Regions from separate parts of the Mus musculus genome. Here all the other regions are linked to region 2. The links are chromatin contacts, called in public Hi-C maps. All regions are on one chromosome and are shown on one strand. Each heading gives the region's core, a stretch centred on a gene start, on an enhancer-like site or on the middle of the called end of the contact. The rest is flanking DNA. Distances are from core to core; before and after follow the strand shown.

Region 1 (2,700 bases), core at 67-2,566, 64 kb before region 2:
AAAGAGGACATCCAACAATAATCTTTGCCGTTGCTAGAACCTAAGGCCTTCTCTGGGCTAAGGTGTTCCGTGGTACAGAGTGGCTCTTGCTTCCTGAGGATGCGTGGCCTAACTGCTAATCAGAAGAGAAAAGAGGGACGGGGGTTTGAGGATGTAGATTCAAAATGGAAGAAGGATGCAGTCATGAAAACAGTACTTCCTGATACTTGAAAGGCTTGCAGGATTGGTTGATTCGGTGAGAATGACAACTGATTAACAATCAATGGAGCTATACTATAGTAGCCCCTGGCTGGAAAGCCAGCGCTACATACAACCCCCACCCCACCACACACACACACACACACACACACACACACACACACACACACACACATATAGTACAAGCAATAGCACAGAGGTAAAAGTCTCTCTTTGTCAGGCCCAGTCACCCATTTAGAGACTCAGCCCTATACTTTGAGGTGTGAGACCTATAGAGTGGCAGAGCAGAGAGGCTGCAGATATTCACTGAGAACAAAGCAACCGCGTACATGACTAGTGACCTCTTGGAAACGTTCGACCCAAAGGAAGACTGTATTTCCTTATTTGTAGTCTAGCCTGGGTTCCTGGTACTACTTGTTACCAGCCTTTTGCACTTCCTTGCTTTTGATATAAAAAGACAGTAATTTGAATTTGAATGCAGTATTAGTGTCCTGGGAGGATGTGAGCTGCTCAGAGCTTCCAGAAGGGCGTTCATTCCAAGAACCACAGTGAACAGATGAAGAAGGTTGATTGTCCCATGGTCCTTGCTTTCCCCCTCCTGGTCCCTGGCATGCTTGCTTGGAGATAGCTCCTTTCAGAGTCCTCCTCAAATGCCTATAATTATTTTAGACTTCCACTAAAGGGCTAAAGGATACCTATGAGTGGGGTGGGTAAACAAAACAGAGCCTGCTGGTCAGGACACACCGAGAGCAATGTCCTAGGGATGTCAGTTCCAGACCAAGTGCCAAACAGTACCCATCTGCCCCTGGAACAGCAAGTAGATGAAAGTGTGTGTGTGTGTGTGTGTGTGTGTGTGTGTGTGTGTGTGTGTGTGCACGCATGAGTGCACTCGTGCGCACGCACAAGCATGTGATTACCAGCATGGAGAAGAGAAGATAAAATCGCCTTCTGGATGTTTAATGCGGGAGGAGTCAGGCAGGGAAGTAAAGGGAGATGATGGTAAGATTAAATCAGTCTGCATCTGCTCTATCTCATTACCAAATGTCAGGGCACAGCTAAGGTCTCCACCTGATTTAAAGGAAAAGCATTCTGACGTAAGAAGCTGAAAAGCCACCCTTGCTTCCTTTGAACTTTCTTATACAGCACAGCATCTGAAGCTTCCTGTGTGACCAAGACAAGAACACGTGCACAAGACTGAGAAACAGCAAGAAACGGCCCGGCATTCTGGCTTTCTCAGCGACTGATACATACTTTAAACCTTTCACGTTCCTTCTTCACCCCTCCAAAAAAGTCTTTAGTTCAATATAGACATATTTTGGCTGAGAGTAGAATACCATTGACCAATAGGTTTTACTGAATTGTAGTGTTCTAGAAGCCATAGAGTAGCCATTTGGCCCAATTCTTTTTTCCTTTTTTAATTTGAAATACTTTTGTGGCCAGCAATGATGCAATTGCTGGTTTTCGACGTAAATAGCGTCATTTGCTGGACTTAGGAGAGATCATTATCTAAACCACAATTACTGTGGCCCTCTGAATTATAGACTGTCAAGTTGCTTTCTGTCCTCTTCCATCTCTCTTCAGCCAGCAACCTTACATCATACGTAATTTGTTCCATGGAGTGGAGGGTCCCAGGCTCTGATCAACAAGGTCTTGTGGCTGCCCTGAAGGTTCCCTGGCCACCATGCTGGAAATGGCCTTTCCTTTGAGACAAATGTTACAATGAGGGAAAAATGCAGTGCAGGAGGCCAGAGCATTAAATCAACTCATAAACCAGGAAGGTACTATGAGCCTAGAAGCCACATAGTACCACATAGTATCAGGAAGCCAAAGCAGGAAGGCTTCAAGGTGCGGGCTAGCCTGGACTATCGGGTGAGTTTGAGATCATATAATGAGACCCTGCATTTAAAAAAGAAAATTACTCTTCAGTGTGTTCTATATTTTACTCAAATTTCTGTGAAGCACTGATTTTATCCAAGGCACAAGTTTCCCCTTGCAAGGAGGCTGGGCCACTTGCAGGCTGGCAAGGGGTAGGTGACAGTGCTGTGCTGCAGAGGGGTTGGCCCTTGAGGATGGCTGCTTGGCTCACGTTTCCAGCTCCAGCATGTTCGCCCTAGGTGCACAGCACCCCTACACAAAGGCTACAGAAAAGCTTCTCCAGACCTTGGCTTTGTGTTGTACACAGTCAACACAATCGTTGCTAATCCTGAGAAGCACACAAAAGTCCAAAGGTATTATTAAAGAGAACAAAAAAAAATAGACAACAGCTTTCTGTTCTTGCTTAAAGTATAGCACTCACTGCATCTGATTCTGCCCTAAAGAACTAACATTATATCTGTGACAGAGGCTACAGCAAGCCAAGCAATGGTTAAGAAAAGCTGGGGCAGTAAGCTTTATCAATGCCTGTGTAACATCCCTCCAACTGTCTCCCCTCCAAGGCTACGAGACCATTTTCCAGGGCTCCGGGAGAGCATATGGTTATCTGGAAGTCCAGGCTATGATCAG
Region 2 (2,700 bases), core at 57-2,556:
GCTCTGGACTTCCACTGGAAAATCCCTCATTTAACTAGTTGCAAATCACTTCTGATTCAATTTTGTTTGTGTTTATCTCCATGTAAATAACAGTTAAGTGAGAGTTACAGATTTTTTTTTTCAAACACTGGCTGTGATAAACAACGCTAATGGCAAGTCCAGATAAGGAGAGAAACCACCCAGAAGAACCCATAAGTCCACGCTAAGGGGGAAAAATGGTATAGTCAGATGTTCATGTCCCTTCTCACCCAAACTTTATGTTTCCTAATCTTCAGACTGCTAGGAAGGGGACTGAAAAGGTTGCCAGGTGTGCTCTGTTGGATCTTGATCATGGTAAAGCAAGGGTGCCTGGTGAATATGACAGTTGGGGATCACCCAGCCACCCTCAGAAACAAAGATGCAAGTGTTTTCTCCAACTGTTAGCTTATAGCGCCTTGAAACAGTTTTCATGTCTCCACTTAAAAATAGGTAACACAATGCTATTTTCTTTCTGTCAACATTGTGACCACAATACCTTGGGGAAACATGAACAGAAGTAGTTACAGTAGCAGTCCAAGAGGCCTCCCTGTACCTATACTATGTTGGAAGCTTGAAGGTGTATTGGGTGGCCAGGGGTGGGGGTGGGGAATTTAATTGCCCGGAGAAATTCTTTATTCAATAAAATCGTCCCTCGTTTACAGATAGTTACAAGTTAAGGGCACATGTTGAAGTAAATCCTAACCCAGACCGCAGAGGATCCTGTTTGGGACACAACAAAGGATCTGAGAAGTAAGCCCAAGAAGTATTTGAGGTTTGGTTCAGAGAAGGCTAAAGGCTGACTGTGTGTGTCGCCGCCACGCTTTGCTGCCTCTGGGAACACAGAGCTGAGCCGCGGACTGGCTCCCTACGCCAAACGCGGTCCGCCACCCAACTCCTTCTGTAACGCCATTGCAGGTGGCATTGTGTTGGATTCTGAGTGTGTAGCATCTGAGTCTCGGAATTTAGGGGAAACAAGAATTTCCCGGGCTCCGCGGAGTTTCCCTCCGGCAGAGGCAGCGCGCCCTGAAGGGAGGGCGCTCCTTGCTCCGGGTGTGACACACCCGCAGCCCCGCACGAAGGTGCGTGGGGCGGGAGGGAGGTGCGGACTGGGAGAGGGGCGGCAGGGTTGCGTGGCACCTTAACTTTGATCGCGCGGCCGCGGGGCTGCGAGCCACCGCCGCCCCGCCCGAGCTGGGTGCCGCGGTCCTCGGCTCTGCGCCGCGCGTCTCCGCGGCTGCCTCTTTAATCAGGAACACAGAAGGGGCGGGCCCTGAGCGGGCGCGTAATCGGATCGCTCTGCCGCGGCTCTGACATCCACATGCTGCTCGGCCTGAAAAGGCGAGGGGGGAGCCGGAGGGGAGGCAGAGGAGGCGAGCAAGGCACCAGCCTGCAGCCCGCCCCCGGCACATCCTCTGAAGCACAGACACTCGGCCGGGCGCTGGGCGAGGTGGAGGTGAGGGCGGGCGCCAGCGAACTCGGAGAGCCGCTCGCACACTCGCGGGCGATCCCAGCCGCCGCACCCGCAGCAACACCAGCAGCACCGGCCGCAGCAGCTTCCTGCCTCGCACTCCCCTCCAGAGACTGGCCAAGCGGGTGTAACCGCCGGGGGAGGCTCCAGCTTAGGGGAACCCAGAAAGGACAAGAGCCGGACGTCTGACTGCTTACCACTCCGCCTGTCCAGCGGTCGGTGCCTCTGCCCGCGTGTGTGTCCCGGGTGCCGGGGGACCTGTGTCAGTTAGCGCTTCTGAGATCACACAGCTGCCTAGGGGCCGTGTGATGCCCAGGGCAATTCTTGGCTTTGATTTTTATTATTATTACTATTATTTTGCGTTCAGCTTTCGGGAAACCCTCGTGATGTTGTAGGATAAAGGAAATGACACTTTGAGGAACTGGAGAGAACATACACGCGTTTGGGTTTGAAGAGGAAACCGGTCTCCGCTTCCTTAGCTTGCTCCCTCTTTGCTGATTTCAAGAGCTATCTCCTAGTGAGGTGGAGATATTCCAGCAAGAATAAAGGTGAAGACAGACTGACTGCCAGGACCCAGGAGGAAAACGTTGATCGTTAGAGACCTTTGCAGAAGACACCACCAGGAAGAAAATTAGAGAGGAAAAACACAAAGACATAATTATAGGAGATCCCACAAACCTAGCCCCGGAGAGAGCCTCTCTGTCAAAAATGGATATGTTTCCTCTTACCTGGGTTTTCTTAGCTCTGTACTTTTCAGGACACGAAGTGAGAAGCCAGCAAGGTAAGCCCTTCAAAGTTTTTCTATTCATTTTTACACGGTTTCCCCTTTAAAGGCGACAGCTAATGGAGAGAAGCCACTGAGAAGCGCTCATGAGGAGGCTCCCTCAATACTCAATCATTTAAAGGGAGATCTCAGCGGCCTTCTTTACACCACCAGGGCTGCTAAACCCAACTTTTCTCTCTTGCAAAGGGAGTGTGTGTGTGTGTGTGTGTGTGTGTGTGTGTGTGTGTGTGTTTTGTAACAGAATTTGGCGGTGTTCAGATGTCACATATGGACTGAATCAAAGGTTTAAAAATACTACAAAGCCTTTGCATTACAGTTTTGGGGATTTTTTTTTCCTCCCTGTCTTGAAGCAGAACACATCTCCCTTGAGTTTCCTCAACCTAGCCAGTGAAATATAAATCATTTGCATTCCCTCCACTTAGCTACATTG
Region 3 (2,700 bases), core at 176-2,675, 120 kb before region 2:
AACAGAACTTTCACAAACGTAAGTGGATCCAAGCTAGCAGAGACTTCAAGAATTTCTGTTTTAACTTGTGCTATTTGCGTGGAAAAGAAAAGGAAGTGTGGGCCCAGTACGGTTAAAAGCTTACTCCAGTGTTATTTTTAAGATAGATTATTTGCTGTATTTTCTAAGCTAGCAGATGTTCTGTGCTAGTCTATAAGCTGAGTACCCAGTTATTTGACAAAATTACTGAAATCAAATTAGAGAAAACAAACACTTCAAAAATAATGCTTTGAACAAGTGTGCATATTCCTCTCTGGATAACATCTTTGTGAGTGTGTAGATCAGACGTAATATACTTCCCATTGCAAAGTAGAAACAACTAAACAACCTATTTTGGTTAGCTGATTTTTGTTTAGAGTATTGCACTTAGTTTTCCTCTGAATGTGTAGCATTTTAGCAAAGTGGCATTAAGCTAGAAAATGCTCAAAGCCAAGTTTATGATGTTTTTCAAGTTTTCCTGATGTTGGTGCCTGTAAACATCTTCTAGCCAGATCTGTAGCTACATAAGAGTCACAGAATGGCAAGAAATGTGCGACACTGCTCAGCTCTGTTTGTCACCGAACCAACTTGAAATGAAAGGCGTATTTCCTTAAATAACATCTGCATTTCTGTACTCTGCATCTTAATCATAGGATGTGTCTGGTGGTGGGAAACTCATTTTTTGGTAATGGATCTAAGTAAGATATCGTTGTAAATGAGGATGTTTTATATATAGGTGAATAGGCTATGTTACAACTTTTCACAGCCTTTCCATCACCATGGCTATTAAATTCGCTTAAGAAAATTGGCTTATGAAGCATCAATTACAATCCTGACAAAAGTGCATCCTAACCTGCAGGGGCTGGGATGCACTGTAAACTTCAAACCATCTCCACTTCTCATCATCAGACATTTGCAGAAAATCCTGTGTGGTTTAATTCCTTTGCTTTTAATAAATTACTTAAGAAAATATTAGTGAGAGCGTTCTATTTCCTCTCCAACACTAATCTGCAAATGGGGAGATGGGCAGATCCAATGGCCTCTTTAGGATATTGCTCAGTGAAATTGCTGATTCTAGCAATGTTGGGCCAGAAATACATATGAACTGAAGGAACCTAGAATGTAAGCAGCAAATGCCTTGCTTTTGTGGTGTAGAGACTAATAGCTTTTTTTTTTTTTTTTTTTTTTTTTAAACAAGGCTCTTAATGCTCCAGCCTGCAGCAGGCATTGAGTGAATGAAACTTGGAGATCTCCCATGGACTAAAAGCCTCTTGCTTCGGCCTTCCTCCCAGGCCCTGTCACAGGCTTGTTCTAGGCTGTCCTAATCCTGCTAGAGAGAACTACCACCTGCCCATGCACCAACAGATGCACACTTTGTGTTTGAGTAAGCTCCCGAAAGTTTCACTTCCTGGGCTGGATCAGCCAAAGAAAGATAAATGTGTCCTCATCCAGACATGAGCTCTAACAGTACACTGTTGTGTGAAAGGCTAGGTTTCTGTTATGGCTTAAATCAAGATTGTTTTTATCAGGCTTATATTTAGGCCACTATATTAAAACACACACACACACACACACACACACACACACACACATACACCACTACATGATCTCAAGTAAGATAAAGTGCTTAAAGAATTAATTGGATCAAAGCCACTGACCTTATTTGTGTGTGTGTGTGTGCTCGCGCGCGATGAGGGAAATTTCCTTATAAGGAGTTCTTCAAGCAGGAATATTTCTGAGTCTTGTTAAGCAAAGAGCAAACTGAGAAATGAGTTTATAAATGCCTGTGCCTGTTTTCTGTCCCCTCACTCCTTCCTCAAGTGGCCTCACTTCCTGAGGACTTAAGAACATCTTAAACTTGGCGTCTCCTTGGCAGGACTCCTCTCTGTGTTATTTCCTACCCTCCAGTACAGCCATTCCAAGAATATTTGTGCCCAGTACACTAATCTATGGTACTACTGTTTCTAATTGTGATGTTAAAAACTGATCAAATTGCAGGAATAGATTAGACAAATTATGATTTATCTGTATAATTCAATAATATATAGCCATTAAAATTCACATTTCTGAGATGCATTCAATAGCACAGAACAAGGCCAATAATAAAGTCAGGAAAAATTTTTAGGTAGCATTAAGTTTTATGTATATATTTAGATATGTAAACAGAGGTCATCTTTGAGCAATTTTCCATAATAATAAATTAAGAAAAAAAAAATTAAGTCTATTTTTTAAATAATGAAATGCAAATTTATTCCCATAATTTCCATTAACTGACCATTTGTCTTAGAGTGTACTTCTCTCAGTAGTCAGTGTATTACCCTACTTAGGAAATGGTAACAGATGCTTTTGTACTTGAACGAATTAATCCTGTGTTAAGAGGACGATAGGATGAGACGGGGCAGCAGTCATTGGTAGTTTGTTGGAACTACAGGAATTTTCAGAGTCTGGAATCTGTTCCCTGTAAATCCACCCAAGGCTTTCAATAAAGCCAATCTCATACCAACTCCAAAATCTATGTTCTTAGACCCTCTACTGGTTACTGTCAAAGTGCAAGAACAATGTCCACTCTAGTTAAGCAGGAATAACTTTTGCATTATAGTAACAGGCTTACAGTACCATAAGGAATGTAGGAGGACAAGTCCTTGTGTGCATTTTTAGGAGAGCTCTGAAGCTCTGCTTCAG

Evidence for each region. A called contact is a pair of places that touch in the nucleus more often than the background predicts.
Region 1: a Hi-C map of the N1E-115 cell line shows a contact between it and region 2, with 5 times the contacts expected there. The contact joins the enhancer-like site here to the promoter of Nrp2 in region 2. A contact is called at or near these places in 1 of 39 promoter capture datasets (embryonic stem cells), 7 of 484 Hi-C or Micro-C datasets (the C2C12 cell line, CD4 T cells, the N1E-115 cell line and 1 more), 6 of 115 datasets of contacts at active chromatin or transcription factors (embryonic stem cells, regulatory T cell precursor and thymic regulatory T cells) and 4 of 9 other capture datasets (adipose tissue, embryonic stem cells, liver and 1 more).
Region 3: a Hi-C map of uterus shows a contact between it and region 2, with 4 times the contacts expected there. The contact joins the enhancer-like site here to the promoter of Nrp2 in region 2. A contact is called at or near these places in 7 of 39 promoter capture datasets (cranial neural crest, embryonic stem cells, hippocampal neurons and 4 more), 22 of 484 Hi-C or Micro-C datasets (the HL-1 cell line, the N1E-115 cell line, Sertoli cells and 7 more), 11 of 115 datasets of contacts at active chromatin or transcription factors (bone marrow-derived dendritic cells, bone marrow-derived macrophages, embryonic forebrain and 2 more) and 4 of 9 other capture datasets (adipose tissue, embryonic stem cells, liver and 1 more).

Annotation. Positions count from the first base shown.
Region 1 is chr1:62,637,950-62,640,649 of GRCm38.p6, forward strand. Pard3b (par-3 family cell polarity regulator beta) reads left to right here. Exons shown (of 23, transcript NM_001081050.2): 23 at 1-2,700. Among named protein-coding and RNA genes, the nearest start is that of Nrp2, 64 kb to the right of the region's middle. Within about 2 kb of position 1,317, at least 18 of the 459 cell types and tissues checked have an H3K27ac peak or open chromatin away from gene starts, as enhancers often do. A contact at or near this core is called in the C2C12 cell line, the N1E-115 cell line, regulatory T cell precursor and 1 more, where this site is marked.
Region 2 is chr1:62,702,011-62,704,710 of GRCm38.p6, forward strand. It overlaps Nrp2 (neuropilin 2), which reads left to right and starts at 1,307. Exons shown (of 17, transcript NM_001077404.1): 1 at 1,307-2,267. The coding sequence starts at 2,195.
Region 3 is chr1:62,577,791-62,580,490 of GRCm38.p6, forward strand. All of the region lies in intron 21 of Pard3b (par-3 family cell polarity regulator beta), which reads left to right. Among named protein-coding and RNA genes, the nearest start is that of Gm34881, 53 kb to the left of the region's middle. Within about 2 kb of position 1,426, at least 17 of the 459 cell types and tissues checked have an H3K27ac peak or open chromatin away from gene starts, as enhancers often do. A contact at or near this core is called in embryonic fibroblasts and uterus, where this site is marked.